Linked DNA regions of Danio rerio: region 2 is linked to region 1. A link is a contact called in public Micro-C data. All regions are on one chromosome and are shown on one strand. Each heading gives the region's core, a stretch centred on a gene start, on an enhancer-like site or on the middle of the called end of the contact. The rest is flanking DNA. Distances are from core to core; before and after follow the strand shown.

Region 1 (5,322 bases), core at 760-3,259:
ACAAATAATGGCCTAAGCTAAAGGAAAATTAATTAATTGAGATGATGTATAAAATTTATTTAATTCATTCATTCATTCATTCATTCATTCAGTTTTTCTTCGGCTTACTCCCTTTATTCATCAGGGGTCACCACAGCAGAATGAACCACCAACTTATCACCACGTGGAAACCCTTGCGAAAAAAAGAGAACTTGCAAACTCCACACAGAAATGCCAACTGACCCAGCCGGGACTCGAACCAACAACTTTTTTGCTGTAAGGTGACAGTGCTAGCCACTAAGCCACTTTGTTGCCTTTATTTACTCTAACATCATTTATTTATTTAAGCAAAGAATTCATCTTATTTAAGTTGCTGCATGTAAAAGATGCTTTTCCTCAGCCCTTTGAGAAGAAGCCTCTATAAATCACAGTGGAGAAACCGAGTTAAGCCCCCATGTGATGGGTCTTTCTTCCAGACCCCAAAGACAAAGACTTAAATCTGCTCCAGTTCCTTCAGGCCCACTCGCTCTCCTGCGCAGATTAGCCTACAAGGCTAGCGCGAGCAGTCGTGTCTGTGGGATTAGATGTTGCTCTTCAAAACTTGGCCATACTCCACATTTAAAGGCCAGGACAAAGGATTGTAGAGCCCACTTCAATGAACACGAGGGCGATCGGCGAGCACTCCAGGAGAGCGGAGGATGTACAAAACCATATCCATGACACACACTCATCCTGAAGGGCCAGAGACATGTTCAACACACGCTAACAAGTGTCCTCTTGTGACATCCCTGTTGATCTACAGCACTTCCAGATAGTGATATGGACAGTGGTGGATTTGACATACACAGCCCACACTTGTTATACTAGAACAACTTGACTTCTGTTCAATAAAGCGCCTTGATGATTCCAAGCGGAGCGGTAGATGTGTCACGGATGATCCAGGATTTCTGCCAAGTGTTCATTTAATCCAATTTATTTGAAGGAATGCTTGAGAGGAACCGGTCTTTGCTGTGACACATTATCATTCATTGAATGTACATTCAGTGTTTTGTTGCCTTTTAAGTGTGTGTGAAAGTTAATTACAGCAATGACCATACTTGGAAAGAGAGTATTCATTTTAAGGCCCATTCACAACAAGAACATTAACCATATTACTAACTAAAAGATTAAAGGGTATCAGAAGCTGCTCACGTGTTTAACTATTCACCAATCCCTATATAATGCATGCCTATATCAGCAAAAAGTGAGCAAAAATGAATGAGTTTGGATGCTGAGAATGCACCGTATACACTCATAAAACATAACTCATTAGATGAACATATTTAAGAGCAGGATTTCCATCCGATAAGTCTGTTTAGCAAATGTATTTACTATTAGCAACACTATTTACACAATTAAATGCAACTGAGTTGGTTTAACATGATTTTATGAAATAAAAGTTTAAATGCATTTGTATATTTAACTTAAACTCAAAAGTCGGATAATGTCATGTATGTCTATTATGTGTCGTGCATTTTGAAGTCTCTTTGTTTTATTTGAAGTTCTCCTAAAGGAACTAAGAGCCATTCTTAAGCATGTTTCGTGAGTTACATATACAATTGATTAAGACTGATCTCAGAACTAATTTTAGGACAGTTATTGCTCACTGCGCAAAGCAACAAACTGCAATTTTGGAGCTCTTTATGACAGATAACTTTATCGTGAACAATATCCCCACTCTTTATGATTCCCATTATTATTTTGGATCAGTTGCAGAAGTTTAATATTGTTGTACTGACTGGAACGCTTATCAATAAAGCATTGGACTTGCAACAAGAACCTGGCGCAAGGAGTTTTGTAACATGCTCCAATATATTGATCTGCAGGACCAGGTAATTAATGGAAGTAATGGTGTAAGATTAAAAATATGTTCAGATAGATGGTAGTTAAAGTGTGGAATCTGCGTTACTGTTCGAAATGTTAGATTTACTTGGATCTTCATCTTTGTACATTCTGATTGGCTGAATGCCAGGTTGGTTGTTACATTTGTAAGCGCTGACTGGTGAAAAGAAGTAAAGACAGGTCACGTTTCACAAGCCGTCTCCGGTGATTTATTTTATTTACTTTGAGAGTGAGTCACGCAAAATACTCGAACCCTATATTACATTTGGTGGCAGCTGGGTTATTTTTGCATTTTTGGCGCTTTTCGCGGAGTTTTATTAACTTGACTGCCGCGAAATTGGCACCATTTGGACTTTGCTCTCCGATTGTGTCACCGGATTTATGAAGTGATAATTGTGTAAATATTCGGAAGAACAACCACACGACTTGCCACACAAGGGTGAGATACAAACAAATGAACAGAAAGTATGTCTGAGCCTGAGTCTGCTGCTGCTGCTGCTGCTGCCAGCTCTTCTGCCAATTCATCCTCTAGTTCATCCAGTGCTAGTGGCAGCGTAAACCAGCAGCCACTGGCACCTTTTGTGGCAGGCAATTTACACATTGAACTTCCAGCTGCATTTAAAGGGGATGGCACTGAATCATTTTCTAGTTGGGCTCGTCGTTTTGAAGTGGCTGTTAGAGCAATGACACCACAAGGAACAGATTTGATGAACATGTTATCATCCGTGTTGCCAACACGGCTATCTGATGCTGCCTTTTTGTATTGGGACAGCCTTCCAACTCCTGTAAAGACTAACTACAACACAGTGACAGAGAGACTAAAGCATGTTTTTGGGCTTCAACAGTCATTGCCATTTTTCCAAACTCATGTGAATGCTCGCCCTCGGAAAATTGGTGAAAGTTTAGAAGTATTCAGCGCTGATATTACTCGTCTTGTCCTAGAGGCTTTTCCTGACTATGATATTATTGCCCAGGAAGGTGAAAAGTTTAGACGTTTTGTGGCTGGATTGGACCCAGCTTTGCAAGCAAAAATTCATGAACAAGGTGCAACAGATATGGATCAAGCCCTTATAGTTGCATGTCGCTGTGAACGGGCCCGTGCAGCTATGCAACTTCATGCAGGGTCAATTCAGTCTACACAAAATCAAAATCAAGTGGCCGCTGTGCAGTCTCATCATACTGAGGGAAAGTTACTTCAGGCTGTGGAGCAATTAACAATAACTGTGAATGAACTGAAAAATGATGTACGCCAGCTACAAGAGAAAAATGCTCATCTCACACACTGTTTGGAATTCTGGGAGAGAAACAAAATTCCTTCAGTAAAGCAACAGCCTAGAGTGACACGTAGCCCTTCACCAACATATCATAATCCACAACATCAGTCTGATAATGCTCATTCATCTAAGAGCTGGCGAAAGGATGCTGCAGTGTCAACTGATTGGCGTCGCACAATGACAGGGGACAGTGACAACTCATGGGGAGGTGACAAAGTTAGACCTTATTACTCATCAGAAAGGGCTTCGAACTTTTCAGACCGCAGGTATCGTAATGACGAATATAGACGGGCTCGCAGCCCTAGCCCAGTTCGTCGGTGGAGTAGAGATGAGAGCCCCCAGAGCCGACGCGTTGTACGCTTTCAGTCCCCTGACAGCCAACACCCATACAAACAACAGGGAAACTTCCACTAGCTGATGTTGAGGGGCAAACATCAGCTTCAACCTCCCTGCCTCACACCGATTTTACAGTTAGTAAAAACTATGAGCACATACAAAGTCCCAACAAAGTGTCAGCAAATATTTTGGCAATTGTGGAAGGAGTTGAGGTCTCTGCTCTTGTGGACACTGGCTCTACTATTTCTATTGTTGGGGAAGACTTTCGAAATTCTCATCCCATGTTGAGAAAACGCCCCATAAAAACTTCCATGGTGCTTGCACGCTCTGTCACTGGACAATGTCTGGACACTTTAGGAGTTTTAGTTTTGGGCATGAGACTTGGCACAGAGTTACTGCAGCATGATTTCCAGGTCGTTAGGGGTGCACACCATCCTATTATTTTGGGCTGGGACTTCTTACAAAAGCATCATGCTCTGATTGATGTGACAAATGAGAAAATGTCCTTATGGAATTTTGAGCTTCCCTTGCTCTCTACAGGTCATGAAGCTGCAGCCTGTTGTAATGTTTCTGTGCTTGCATCTACCAAACTACCGCCATGGAGTGAAACGGTTATCACAGCATGTGTTGCGGGAGCAACAGCTGTTTCTCCTGTGCCAACAGCCTACACAGGTGTCCTGGAACCCAACACGGCTAGTAATGTGGCTGTTGCACACACCCTCAGCGAGGTTCGAAATGGTCTGACTACAGTGCGGGTTTTGAATACCACAGAGGAAGACATCGAAATCCATGCAGGCCAGCACCTGGGTGAGTTTCAATTTCTTTCTGCTCTTGACTCAACAGTTTTGGAGGGAGAATGTTGTAATATTCTATCTGATCCTTCGGCCGCTACCCCCTCTGTATCCATTGATAATTCAGATCTGTCGGCATCCCAAGTTGAATCCCTAACAGCGCTGTTGACTAAGTACTGTGATATTTTTAGTAAGGATTCTGATGACAGAGGGAGAACAGGCATGATTAAACATCGAATTCGGACGGGGGAAGCCCTGCCAATCAAACAAAGGCCTTACCGTGTTACTCCTGAACAAAGACAAGAAATACAGCAACAAGTGACAAAACTTTTAAAAGCAGATGTCATTGAAGAAAGCTATAGCCCATGGGCAGCGCCTGTAGTGTTGGTGCGTAAAAGGGATGGAACATGGCGATTTTGCTTAGATTACAGGAAGTTAAATTCAGTAACCGTGAAAGACTCTCATCCTCTACCTAGAGTTGATGATGCTTTGGATGCTTTGTCAGGATCTGCTTGGTTCTCCACAATAGACCTTCAGCATGGTTATTGGCAAGTGGAACTGGCAAAAGAAGATCGTGAAAAAACCGCATTCACCACAGGTGATGGGCTGTACCATTTTAAAGTTATGCCGATGGGTTTGACAAATGCTCCAGCAACCTTTCAAAGGTTGATGGAAATGGTGCTTCGTGGTCTGCCATGGAAAACATGCTTGGTGTATTTGGACGATGTCCTTATTTTCAGTAAGACATTTAATGATCACCTCCAGCAATTGGAGGAAGTGTTCACCAGATTCAAGTCCTGTGGGTTAAAACTCAATCCCTCCAAATGCTCTCTTGCCAAAAGGGAGGTTCAGTTCTTGGGCCACATTGTATCTAAAGACGGGATAAAACCTGATCCAAGGAATGTTCAGAGTGTCCAAGATTGGCCTGTACCACGCTCACCTACTGAAGTGAGGTCATTTTTGGGATTATGCTCTTACTATAGGAAATTTATAAAAGATTTTGCTCAGCATGCAGTCCCTCTCCATAAATTGACAGAAAAAAATGCTAGATTCAGTTGGAC
Region 2 (5,322 bases), core at 1,730-4,229, 55 kb after region 1:
GATGGATGGAGACGGTTGGGGCGAATGTCTTCAACACAGAAATCGTCATTTCTGATTTGACACAACCTTTTTTTTTTTGTTTGTTTGTTTTATTGCTGAGTTATAAACTGAAATGAAATGTTTCAATTTAATGTTGTAAATGAATCTGATTTTTAAAATTGTAAACATTGTCACTCGAAAGATAGAGGACTATGAAGAAGACAATGGTATGCAAATCAAAGCAAAGACTAGTGTAACTCCATTCTGTTATAAATTAGATTGTTTTTGTATTTACTGTACAGAGTTCATTATAAAATGTTTAAAAATTATGCTGTATTATTTATTATATAGCAATGTTTTGTAGTTATTTTTAAAATATTATTAAATAAATTAGGAAATTACAGATAGCAGCTATTTACCTTCGGCCCACTGGCCTCAATCAAGGTTAGTTTTTCCCCCTTTATAAGAAAAAGTTTGGGCACCCCGATCATCTGCCTAAAAGAAATGTAAACATCACATAAATTTTTTTTTTTTTTTGATTAGTTGTTGTTTTCTGCAAAATAACATTTTTATTTTGAATTGTTTTATTTTATTTAGTTTTTTATTTCATTTTCATTGCTTTTTTTATTCAATTATTTATATTATTTTAAGTTGTACTATTTATATTTTTCCATACTTCATCATTTTGATGCTTTAACTTAATGAAATTTAATATTTCTCTTTTTGTTTTACTGTAAGTTTGTCATATACTATTTTTATTTAATCTTTTTTTTTACTGAACAGAAATGTTTTTAACATTAGCAGTTAGGGTTTAGATTCAATAATTGCCTCTGTTCATTTCTTGAAGGATTTAATAACAAAAAATGCAATTGTTTTTAGAGAAGCACTTGCAAAAGTGCATTATTTAAACTGTAAAGTTGCTAAAATCCTACATTTTACACTTATTTTGGTTGTACACTTTATGTTGTAAAGGTGAGGAAGTTTGGAATAAACTAAATATAAAAACCAGAAATAACTAGGTAAATTTATGTTAACATTTTCTTCATGATAGAATCATTTACAATATTTGGCTGTATTATTGAAACAATAACAATCAATCTCGTTCACTTCTATTAAGTGTATTATTTATTCATTTTCTTTAAAAAATATTTTTATTTTATTTTTGTAGTATAAATACAGTGCTTGCTCATTGATTGGCCTAAATATTGAACCCCGTATATTCCTTAATAGCTGTGTGGTTGTCCATTTCTGCCTTTGATGATTACAGGTACAGAGTTCCTGTAAAGGCTGAAGTGAATCACCCGTGAAGCTGATTGCACGTTTGCCCTTGGCTTCAGTGAACTTCTACAGTAGATCCTTTGTTCTAAAAGCCCTGAAGCGACCAAGCACAGACATTATCCCTGTGTGTAGCCAACATACAATTTTCAGTATGTTCTTCCTCATGCATTATCTGTGTTGTGGGCCTCTATCTAGTCAAAGGCTTTCATTTTTCCTCATGTCTACAGGAATTTTTGTCCTCAATCTCCCACGATTCACAGTCACTATAGTGACATAAACAGCAAAACACTGCTTCTCTGTGTTAAATGCCACATTTGTGGCATTATGGATTTCAGCAAATCAACAGGCGCCTCCTAGGCACTCTTGGAAATGCAGCGGTTCAAATCAATTGCCATGGTCTCTCAGTTTAAAATTTTACAAAGTGCAAATGCACATTTAGACTGCACATCCTAGAGTCAAAATAAATAAAAAAGGAAAAAAAGGACTTGTTTCTGTGACGCTTAAAAACTATGGATGTACACATGCAAATTGGTCATATATGACTGCAAGCTCGCATGGCAAAACAATTTAGTTTTACACAGTCTATGTAAACAAGAAATAACACTTTATATTATGACCTATGACAGGTTAAGGTTCAGCCTGTTGTTGTGTAAACGATTGCATTACACATGCATTAAAGGTTTTCTGTTCGATGAACTAAGAGCTATGACATGGATTTATGTAAAAATATTGTTCACCCAAAAATGAAAATTGAGATATTTCGAAGAATGTTGGAAACTGGTGACATCCATAGAAGGAAAAACAAATAATACATACTATATCAATAGTAAGGGTGGAGCGGTGGCGCAGTGAGTAGCACTGTCGCCTCAAAGTAAGAAGGTCACTGGTTCGAGCCTCGGCCGGGTCAGTTGGCATTTCTATGTGAAGTTTGTATGTTCTTCCCGTGTTGGCGTGGGTTTCCATTGGGCACTCCGGTTCCCCCACAAGTCCAAAGACATGCGCTATAGGTGAATTGGGTAAGATAAATTGTCCGTAGTGTATGGGTGTAAATGAGAGTGTAAGGATGTTTCCCAGTGAGGGGATGCAGCTCTAAGGTCAACTCTAAGGCGCTGCGTAAAACATATGCTGGCTAAGTTGGCAGTTCGTTCCGCTGTGGCAACCCCCTGATAAATAAGGGACTAAGCTAAAAAGAAAATGAACGAATATCAATAGTAACTGTGGGTTCCAACATTTTTCAGTGTATCTTCTTTTGTGCTCCACAGAAGAAGAAAAACAATCTCAAAATAATTTGAAACAAGTCATGACAACAGAATTCAAGTTTTTGGGTGAACTATACTTGTAACAAACATATAGTGAGAATTGTAATTTCTTGCCAACTTTAAAATGTTAGATTAAACCATTTAATTGAATCTATGAAAATGAATAATTCATCAAATATACTTTGTCATTTACTCACCCTCAATTCATTTAAAATATTAAATATAAAATGAATTTTTAGGAAGTTATTAATATTCTACTATGAAGAAAAAAGTATTGTGGCAGTGGACAAATTCTTCTTTAGTGTTCAACTGAGAGAGAAAAAAATCACATACATATTGTCTAAGTATCCCTTGAATGTATTCATGGCATCTGAATCATCTGCTCAACACATTTCCTGGTTCAAATCGCAGATTTGTGGGCATGGTGTTTTGAGTTTTTGGTCTCACGGTTCTCCTCCCCTGGTTCCTCCCCTCAGCAGAGCACAGGAAGGCAGCTGCAGAGAAAATGAACAACATATGTGAACCGAGACCACGATACACTGCGTTTTAATGAGACCAGCCTCCCACTTTACACTCTTCCCAAAGACAGACAGCTAATGTACAGAGCCCGAGGTAATGACAGTCTCCAGAGAACTTCTACTACATGACCAACATTCTCCGTCTCTATTAAAACCCACCCTTGATTTGCTTCACAGTACCTTCGCTGACCTTAAGAGTAACCGTGAAAAGATTTTTCAGGCTTGTGATTGTAAAACATCTGGATGAGCATCCTCCTGTAGCTACCAGCCCACATTGTGCTTTTTTTCTCTGACTTCTCTTAAGCTGCTGCTGAGCTGAAAGCGAAACCCTTTCCACGTTCACCATTTTCCCGCCTAAACTGCACCGCTCAAGTGCCACATCCTTTTTAGGGACAGACCACTCAATAATAAAAACTGTCACGTTAGCTTCTACGCATGTTGTTGACTTTTTATCATCTTAAAAAAAATAAAAATAAAAATAAATAAATAAATAAATAAATGTCTTTCCTTGAAAGTCATGTTTAATATTTTTATTATCGTTTAATTTTGATGAAGCTTTGACATTTGCCATTTTTGACATGTTTTCTGATTTGCGATGAGATAATGATAGTTAATTTTTGGGGGGGATTATTAATTTATATTAAAATAAAAATCTGTATGTCTGTCTTATTTGCCATTATAAGTATGTCATGACTAAATGATAGTATAAGTATCATTTTTATTATAAGTAAAATGATACTTTAGGTCTTATCTTATGAACTACTTTCTATATTTTATAGATATTACAAGTTTTCAAACCTTGAATATTGCGAGGTTGTAACTCTAAACAAATGTCATTATTATATTAACCTGTTGTTACAAATTATTACTAAAAGTGATCTGAATATTGTTTTAAATGTTGAAAACACATTATCAGCAGTTTATAAAATAAAGCACAACTGAACATTTTATTAAGATAACTTCGAAGTAGTCTCCTAGTTTTTTTTTTTTACAGAGATGTAAAAACCTAATATAATCACTCTGATAGATGCTTGTTTATAATGCTGCAAGCGTTTTGTATCTTAGCTCAATGGCGCCACCTCAGGTCAGGTTGGATGATCATAACACCACATACACAGAGAGCAAAACAGCTTAATCTTGATTAAGAAAACTTTCACTTTAACATGTGAAAGCTGCAGGTTCTCATTGGTACTTTATTTTAAGAATATGTGTTTTCTTTCACTTTGTTCTTTTCACCTTTTTTGTGCTCTTGTCTAATAACAAGAAAAGACCCATACATTTTCATACATTCATTCACACCAAGCCTATTCTGAACTCTACAAACTAAGATCTGCAAAATCCTTCAGTAATACACCTCTTTTATCTTCAGAAAATGTCTTGTATTTCAGAGTTTAAGGCTTGTCTATATTAACATATCTAACCTTGTAAAGAATTGTGTTATCTGACAAACTGAAACACTGTTCGCTGTGTATGGTTTTGTAAATGTGATCTATTTTACAACAATATTATGGAGCATATTTTTTTTCCTTTGGGGTGTCTTTTTTTATTATTTATTGTATCCTCAAGTACTGAGCATTAAAGCATTTCAGTGCAAAAAATGGCTTTCTCACATCTAGTATAAACTAGCACCCACTATACAAGGTGAAGGGGGGAAAAGGCCATTCATAAATGGCTCGGAGCGGCTGTGGTGCAGGGCTGGGATATATATAGGCTGTCTGTATGTGGCTGTGCTGCAGTGAATCACGGAAAGCTAAATTAGCAGTTCACTCACGTGTGTGACGTAGGTGGAAGCTGACTGTGTTTTTCAGCAAAAAAAAAAAAAAAAAAAAGAAGCTTAAATGAGGAAGAATCAGAAATATTTATAATAAAATCAAACAGCAAAGGCATTATAAATAAAGAATAAAAAACTATATGATAAAAAATTAACGACAACATGTTTTTGTTACTTGAATTTTAATAAGTTGAATTACTTGAATATAATAATTTATTTATTACTTGACGCTTTAAGTCAGTTTAATTGATGCAAGATGAAATGACTTGCAAAGTTAGTTTGATTAAACTTAAATATTTATGTCAGATTATTTTAGTGTAGCTTCTACAACACAAATCATAAGGTCTCATGGCTTAACTAAATAGTTTTACATGTTTAATTTGACTATAATGTTTTAAATAATTATTTAAATAATAATTTTTTGTTGTATAGGCAGCACGGTGTTGCCGTGGGTAGCACAATCAAGTCACAGCAAGTAGGTCGCTAGTTCGAGCTAGTTCAGTTGGCATTTCTCTGT

What was found. A called contact is a pair of places that touch in the nucleus more often than the background predicts.
Region 2: a contact with region 1 is called in a Micro-C map of caudal fin, with 4 times the contacts expected there. The contact joins the enhancer-like site here to the promoter of LOC141381205 in region 1. A contact is called at or near these places in 3 of 18 Hi-C or Micro-C datasets (caudal fin, hematopoietic stem cells and an unstated tissue) and 1 of 4 datasets of contacts at active chromatin or transcription factors (caudal fin).

Annotation. Positions count from the first base shown.
Region 1 is chr3:25,729,880-25,735,201 of GRCz12tu, forward strand. It overlaps LOC141381205, which reads left to right and starts at 2,010. Exons shown (of 2, transcript XM_073944526.1): 1 at 2,010-4,277. The coding sequence starts at 3,752.
Region 2 is chr3:25,783,467-25,788,788 of GRCz12tu, forward strand. The region is part of intron 1 of emp2 (epithelial membrane protein 2); the gene reads left to right. LOC137490126 (a long non-coding RNA gene) reads right to left here. Exons shown (of 8, transcript XR_011009492.2): 3 at 2,850-3,010. Among named protein-coding and RNA genes, the nearest start is that of emp2, 18 kb to the left of the region's middle. Within about 2 kb of position 2,980, at least 28 of the 62 cell types and tissues checked have an H3K27ac peak or open chromatin away from gene starts, as enhancers often do. A contact at or near this core is called in caudal fin, where this site is marked.